2 separate regions of the Sus scrofa genome follow, and region 1 is linked to region 2. The links are chromatin contacts, called in public HiChIP or PLAC-seq maps. All regions are on one chromosome and are shown on one strand. Each heading gives the region's core, a stretch centred on a gene start, on an enhancer-like site or on the middle of the called end of the contact. The rest is flanking DNA. Distances are from core to core; before and after follow the strand shown.

Evidence for each region. HiChIP or PLAC-seq counts read pairs in DNA pulled down with a chosen protein or histone mark.
Region 1: an H3K27ac HiChIP or PLAC-seq map of alveolar macrophages shows a contact between it and region 2. The contact joins two enhancer-like sites. A contact is called at or near these places in 2 of 2 datasets of contacts at active chromatin or transcription factors (alveolar macrophages and skeletal muscle).

What each region holds. Positions count from the first base shown.
Region 1 is chr7:92,514,196-92,517,801 of Sscrofa11.1, forward strand. It overlaps LOC100513604 (a long non-coding RNA gene), which reads right to left. Exons shown (of 2, transcript XR_002345988.1): 1 at 3,455-3,606; 2 at 2,309-3,073. Among named protein-coding and RNA genes, the nearest start is that of ZFP36L1, 20 kb to the left of the region's middle. Within about 2 kb of position 1,711, at least 42 of the 83 cell types and tissues checked have an H3K27ac peak or open chromatin away from gene starts, as enhancers often do. A contact at or near this core is called in alveolar macrophages, where this site is marked.
Region 2 is chr7:92,377,054-92,380,557 of Sscrofa11.1, forward strand. No RefSeq gene overlaps it. Among named protein-coding and RNA genes, the nearest start is that of ZFP36L1, 120 kb to the right of the region's middle. Within about 2 kb of position 2,033, at least 45 of the 83 cell types and tissues checked have an H3K27ac peak or open chromatin away from gene starts, as enhancers often do. A contact at or near this core is called in alveolar macrophages, where this site is marked.

The DNA.
Region 1 (3,606 bases), core at 461-2,960, 140 kb after region 2:
CACACATTCTCAGAGCCCTCTTTGGGACAGGCATCACGCTGAGAGTCAGCCCCTTGGGGTATCGCGAGAAGCCCCTGCTGCCTGCCTCCCTCTCCAGAGGAGCCACCTTGCACTGAGAACAGGCCACTTGGGATAGAGCCCCAGAGCTTTCTCTCTAGTTGAAGACTGAATTCGAAAATGAAGAATAGCACACTGCCACTCTGGGCCGTGGCTCTGAATGGCAACCTACATCCTAAGAAAGCAGGCCTTCCGTGGATTAGTTCACTCCCAAAGGTGGGGGCAAGCCATTCAGGGTGCCCAGCAGGCCCTGAGCAAAGGGAGCTTCTGGAGCACTAAGCAGTAGAGCAGGCATGATGGCCTCCAGACACCAGGGGGCAGCACAATACACCCTCCAGGGTCAGAGGCACCCACCAAAGGGGACTTGGCAACAGACATGCTTCCAAAAACAAAGCTAAGTAGCCAGGGCATGCAGAGGGAGAGACCCCAGAGAGGCAGACTGCCCACTGAGCCAGCTCATAAGTTTTTGCCACTTGCCCACAGGCAACTGTGAGTAGCTTCCTGCAAGACAAGCTTCAGCCGGAAGCCAGTGTGACTTCAGGTGAGGGACCCACAGGCTACAGGGCTGGCAGGGACTGGAGAGGAGTCCAGGTCTACTTTCTTTGGGTTCTTGCTCTAGAACCTCCTCCCAAGCAGATGAAAGGTTTGTCTCGTCCTCGCCTGCTGCACATCTGCTCATTCCACCACCCACTGAACCCCTGGGCATGTTTTCTGTGCCTTCATCCCAAGCAAGAAACAGAAAGCGGGGTGGGGGAGCCCAAGACAAAGTTCTAAGGTTCTCAAAAGTCCTTAGGCTTGGGGACCTTTGAAATCCAAGTGTGGGATTATTCCAAGCTTGCAGAAAGCCCCCCACCCCCAGCTCCAGGGGAGAAAGCAGTCTCTGTGGGGAGACCTTGAGTGCTGGGCTAGGAGCCGTGGCTTTGGAGCCACAATGCTTGGGTTCAAATCCCAGCTCAGCTATTTACCAGCTCTGTGACACCGGGCAGGTACTTAACCCTCTGTGCCCCCATTTCCTGTTCTGTAAAATGAGGGTAACAACTGCTTCCAAGAGCAGTGAGTTACAGTGTGGGAAAGCATTTGAAGAAAAGGCCTTCACATGTTCAAATGTTCGTAGACCGCAGCTTAGAACCAGGCAGAGCGCTGCTCACAGCACAGCCCAAAGCCCCAAAGGTCTGGGCTTCTTTCCATCAGAATGCAGTTCACAGAGCCCATCGGGCTGTGGAGGCTGCCTGGAGCAGAGGCCCTGTGTCTGGAGTGGGTTTCACTAGGGTGTCCCTGGAGAGGTGGAGCAGGAAGGAGGTACCCAGTCCAGCCCTCCTGAGCCCACTGTGGGTTTTGTGCAGGACAAGCAGAAGACACCACTCAGATCTAAGCTGGGCTTGTTAAAACTCTTCAGCCAGAGGCTGAGAGGCAGGCTGGCCGTCCTGTAGGGACAGCACACCCCCTCTCCAGCCCCCTGTCCCTGGGCAGGCCTGGGGAAGGCCAGCTTGCAGAGGCCAGGCCTGCACCAGAGGGTGTGAGGAGCCTGCCAGCCTCAGAGCAGCGCTGGGCTTCCCTGGGATGCAGAGGGATGGGGAGGAAAGAGTTAAGCCACTTTGGGCTCCCGAGGGCGGCTCTGCAGCTATAAACAGTGAGCCGAGGGAGGGAGGGAGCTGCCACAGGATGTGGCCAGGGCTCGAGCTGTCTGATTATTAACTTCACTTTTATTTGGAGGGGGATTCGATTCTCTGTTTTACTTCCCATCAAGGAAGTGAAAGCCCAGGTCTCAGAGGGGCCTGATTTCAAATTGTTTTGTCACAGCTCATTTATTTTTCCTCTTAAATAAATAAACAAAACCACCTCTTTGTTTTCCCCTTAATGAGCCTTCAGCAAATCATCTGTGAGTGAGGCATGAAAGGGGTTTTCTGGAGTCCTTCATGGGGCACGCTGGCTTTTTCTTTTAAAAGGAAAAGAAAAAAAAGAGTCTTCCTTGAGCTTTGGCCTTCTCCAAGACTCTCCAGGCACCTTCTTTTCTACCTCATCCTGAGATCTCAGCCTGAAATCATGACCTCAAACCCAGCCAGAGGCACAGGCCTTCCTTGGCTGGCTGCTCCTTGGGGACTGGCCTGCTGCCTGCCATCCCATGTCACAGGCTCCGACCCCAAGGCCACACAGTGTGGAGCCCTGTGGTTCGTCCCCTTGGTAGAGCTTGGACCCATGGTTTTTGTTCCTATGGCACCCAGACGTTTCCATTAAAAATAACAAAGCAATTAAACACACAAAAGGATTCCATGACAGGGCTTAAGAAAACACCATTACATGTTTCTTTGCTCAAGGTTCAAAATGTTTGGGAAGTTGTTTACAACACCAAAACCCATTCAATAATTTCATGATTCTCTTGCAACCACCCTTTCTGGAATGACCCACTTGTGCAAGGCACCATGGGGGATGCAAAGACCACCGTCACACTGTCCCCACCCTCCAGGTGCCCACAATTCAGTGGGGGGAGGGTGCAGAGAAGAAAAGAGGAGAGTTCCACAGCAGAGGCCAACTGGCACTACAGGTGGGCAGGGACGGAAAAGACAGGCGCTGCTGAAAACAAAGAGGGGAGTATGGAGGAAGGCTTCCTGGTGGAGCTGATATTTAAGCTGGACCTTGAAGGGCTGATATTTAGAAGCAAGAATATTCTGGAAGCTGAGAAGTACCCAATCACAGAGAGCCAAGATCAATGTATGAACCAGATCAGGTATAAGACCACAGGGGCAGCGGGCCCAGCAAGTCCTCTGGCTCCTTGAATGGCAAAGTCCTCACGTGGAGAGGGCCTGAAAGGGGTGACTACTTGGATTCTGCTCCAGCCTGCTTGTCCTTGACCCGGCTTGGAGACTGGCAGCCTGTGAAGAAGCTGCACTGCATGCTGTGAGCAACACCATAGGACACTTGGATACACGCTTGTCTGGGATCCAGGCGCTCAGCTTGCCCCAAACACCTGATGACCACTAGCAGCTACGTCTGCTGCCCGCGGCTTTCTGCTCCTGGCCTATGAGGCAAGAAGAAAGGAGCGGACTGGAATAAAGCCAATTCCCTTACAAAAGCTCCCGGGGAGGTGCCAGGCTTCAGGGTTTTCTTGAAGTTCTTGGAAATCATCCCCAGCCCCTTGGCATCGCAGCTTCCAACCCCACCCTGCTCCCTAGCCCGGCAGGGCCCGCGGCCACGAGGGGGTTAAGGCGCCGCCAAGATGGCGACTTGTTTTGCACTTCGGAGGGGGTCACGCGGGAGGCTGCCCTTTGCCTCTGGGGAGGCGGTCAAGGTCTCGCCGCCCTCCTGGCGCTCTGCCCTCTGCGGCCTGACAGCCTCTCCTCCCCTGCGCGGCTGGCACTCCTCCGGGGCCTCCGGGCTCCTAGCGAACCAAACTCCGAACCTTGCAGGCGGCTGGCCGGGTCTTGGCGATACCCGGCGATACCCCTCGGCGATACCCGGGCCGCAGGTGCACGCCGGCGGGGCCCCTTTGGCCTTTGAGAACGTCTGAGGCCGGTGAGCTGAGGCCGCAGCCTGGGCCGCGATCCCTTTCGA
Region 2 (3,504 bases), core at 783-3,282:
CCTCTAGTGAAATCAGGTCAACTGCCTGAGCCAAGGACATGAGACTTGAGCTTGGGGGGCGAGATGGGGGGTGAAAAAGATAAGTTGCTAGGGCTTACTGGAGGATCTGGAGGATCCATTTGAGGGGTTCTTAATCAGTGGGGAGTCTGCAAGGGGCTAAGTTTTAGATGAAAACTTCTAAGAGATGACAAGTGAGCAAGGTCTAACAGCGAGGAACAGGAAGAACAGAGAAGATAAAGGAAGAGACGAGCCTCCAAACAACATTCAGGGAAAAGGCTGTGCCAGGGGCTACAGGGACCTGTGTCTGGGTTCACTCTTCATGGGCAGAGTCCGGGCAAAGGATGAGTCAGGTACAAAAAACAAAGCGGGCAAGATGGGGTGAGTGGTGCCTGCTGATTAGGTTTGATGAGCTCATGTCTTAAGTAGAAAAGGAACGTGATCAGTTCTGCTTCTGAGCCCCGCGTGGAAGATAGCTAAGGAGTGGGCCAACCTGAAGATGGCACCATCCTGGAACACAGCCCTGAAATACTCTGTCCTGGGCCACTGTGTCAAGAACCACTCTCCCCTTCATCACATGGCACCAGAGTTCCCAGGGAACAAGGCTCTCTCCTCTGTTGAGAGCTTGAGCCGGCCCCAGAGGAAGAAGCATTAGGACTAAGCCCTGCATCTTTCTGTCCAGTTTCCCCCGTGCCTTGAACTTCTACCACCTCCCTTCCCTTGCCAGCAACCTGGAGGAGAGGAAACTCTACCCTGATTTTTTTGTTGTTGGTTTTTTTCTTTGGTTTTTTAGGGCCACACCCTCAGCATATGGAAATTCCCAGGCTAGGGATCAAATGGAAGTTGCAGCTGCCAACCTACACCACAGCCACAGCCACATGGGATCTGAGTTTTGTCTGCGACCTACACCACAGCTCACGGCAACGCCAGATCCTTAACCCACTGAGCGAGGCCAGGGATCGAACCTGCATCCTCATGGCTACTAGTCAGATTTGTTTCTGCTGAGGCCAGGGATCGAACCTGCATCCTCATGGCTACTAGTCAGATTTGTTTCTGCTGCGCCATGACGGAAACTCCCTATCCTAATTTTAACGTAGGAGCCACTGAGACTTGCATATATTAAGTGACTTCCTCCAGATCACACAAGACTCCACCCATCGCTCGGCCACCAACTTTGCATCTCATCTGCACCCACCTGTCTCCATCAATCCTAACGAGTCAGTCAGCTTTTCCCATCCCTAGGCCAGACACCTCCTCAAATAACAAACTGATTGATCTCTAGAAAAACCAAAGGCCAGTTCCAGTGGTCAAACACTGCAAGCTAGAGAGTTTCTCCCAAAAGTTCTATGGGAAGCCCAAGAATTCTGAATTCCAAAGCCAGCCAAATTTGGATTTCCTCTGTAAAGAGACCATCCGTCCCTGCAAAGAACATACCCTACCCCGTGTAGTTAGTTCCATGTTTCCTAATAACTTTTGCTTACACCACAAAATTGTCATAGATTATGGAAACACAAAAGCCTTGGAAAAGAAGAAAAAAAAAAAAAAATGTCCCGAGGCCCCTGGAAGTCATTATTCCTTCCTTTAGCAATTGCTGAGTTAAGCAGCAAAAATATGGTTTTCATCGTGCACCCCTCCCCCACCCCCCACTCTCTCTCTCTCTCTCTCTCTCTCTCTCTCTCTCACACACACACACACACACACACACACACTCAGACACACTCACATAGATGATCTGCTGGACATATGTTCACAAGAAAGCGGGCCTGTGGGGTGGGAGAAGATTCACATGTTGTGAGTCAAGAGCTTGAACATTTGAAAAGAAAAAGTGGGAGAGGGCGGGGAGTTTGCAGCCCTGGAAATGGAATATCCAGAGGATTTATTGCCTTTGAGTATCTCACGAGGCATTTTTTTTTATAAAAATCTGTAACTTATGGCTTTTTTTTTTTTTTTTTTTTTTTTTTTTTTTGTATAGGGCAGTAAACAAGAGCTCTGAAAGGGGAAGGAAGCCAGGAGAAAGCCAGCTCCATTAGTCACGCAGCTGCATATCCTGTCACAAAGGACCCCAGTTGAGTAATCGCCCAAAATATGCCTGTTATTTTTTTTTTCTGTCAGAAAAAAAATGGGGCCTGCCAAAATGTACTGTAAAAAGGAAAAAAATCTAGTCTCTCAGCCCCAGAGGGGGAAAGGAAAAGAAAGAAGAAACAGACGTGACTTCTCAGCACTTCTAACCCTTTCCCCAACTTATCTTTAAAAGAAAAAGCCCTCAGACTCTTCACAGCGATGGAGCTGGCTGGAAAAAAGCTGGCTCTTTGAGATGCTCCAGGTCTCAGAGGCCGTGCAGTTCCATGGTGCTGAGAGCTTAGAAAGAAGAGGGCCGTCGGAGAAAGAAGGAGAAGGACAGCCCCCAGCAGAGAGGAAAGAAGACAGGCCAATTGAACGAGGCCTTTGCTGGACCCAGTGAGCGAGCTCTGTCCCACAGGGAAGCTGGGCAGCCCCCTCCAGTTTCATGAGCATCGCATGGGCCCAGCCTGTGGCCGAGCACGCTTTTTCTGATGGCCTCAGCGAAACCACCATTGTCTCCAGCCTCCAACGTGCCCTAGGCTGTTTGGGCCACAGAATGGACAAGAAGAATTTGTGTGGCTGGACATCTGACTCTGGGGAAGTCTGAAGAAGAGGATCTGGAAAGGACCAGAGCTGCCTCCAGTCTCAGGAATTTCCCCGAATTGGCTTTGCAAAACCCCTCCATGCCAGGCTCCTGGTGGGGAAACTGAGGCACAGCCAACGAAGCTGTTCTGAAGCCTGGTGCAGTGGCTGCCTCTCTGCCGCACCCTCATTCCCTTGGCTCTCAGGATCAGGATGCGCAGAGCGGTCAGTCCAAACAGAGAGACTCTTGGAAAGTCGCAGCTTTCCACCTGCTCACATTCTGGTCTAGTCAGAACTGTCCACGGGGAAAGGGGTTGTCTGAACCCAGGTGATAAAAAAAAAAAAAAAAAGCAGGAGGTCTTCTCCTTAAGAAAGAGAATAGAGGCCAAAAGGGAGGAATGGGGAGTTCCCGTCGTGGCGCAGTGGTTAACGAATCCGACTAGGAACCATGAGGTTGCGGGTTCGATCCCTGCCCTTGCTCAGTGGGGTAACGATCCGGCGTTGCTGTGAGCTGTGGTGTAGGTTACAGACGCGGCTCGGATCCCGCGTTGCTGTGGCTCTGGCGTAGGCCGGTGGCTACAGCTCCGATTCAACCCCTAGCCTGGGAACCTCCATATGCCGCGGGAGCAGCCCAAGAAATAGCAACAACAACAACAGCAGCAAAAAAAAAAAAAAAAGACAAAAGACAAAAAATTAAAAAAAAAAAAAAAAAAAAAAAAAAGGGAGGAATGGGCAGAGGCACTGCTTTTGCTCTGGGCTGTCTGGAGCCTGTCTTCAGAGAAGCCAGCCTCAGCACCACAGGGCAGGGCTGGGAGAAGATCCTTTCTGGGAGCTTCTGTAGCTGCCTGAGTCCTAATCTGGCTG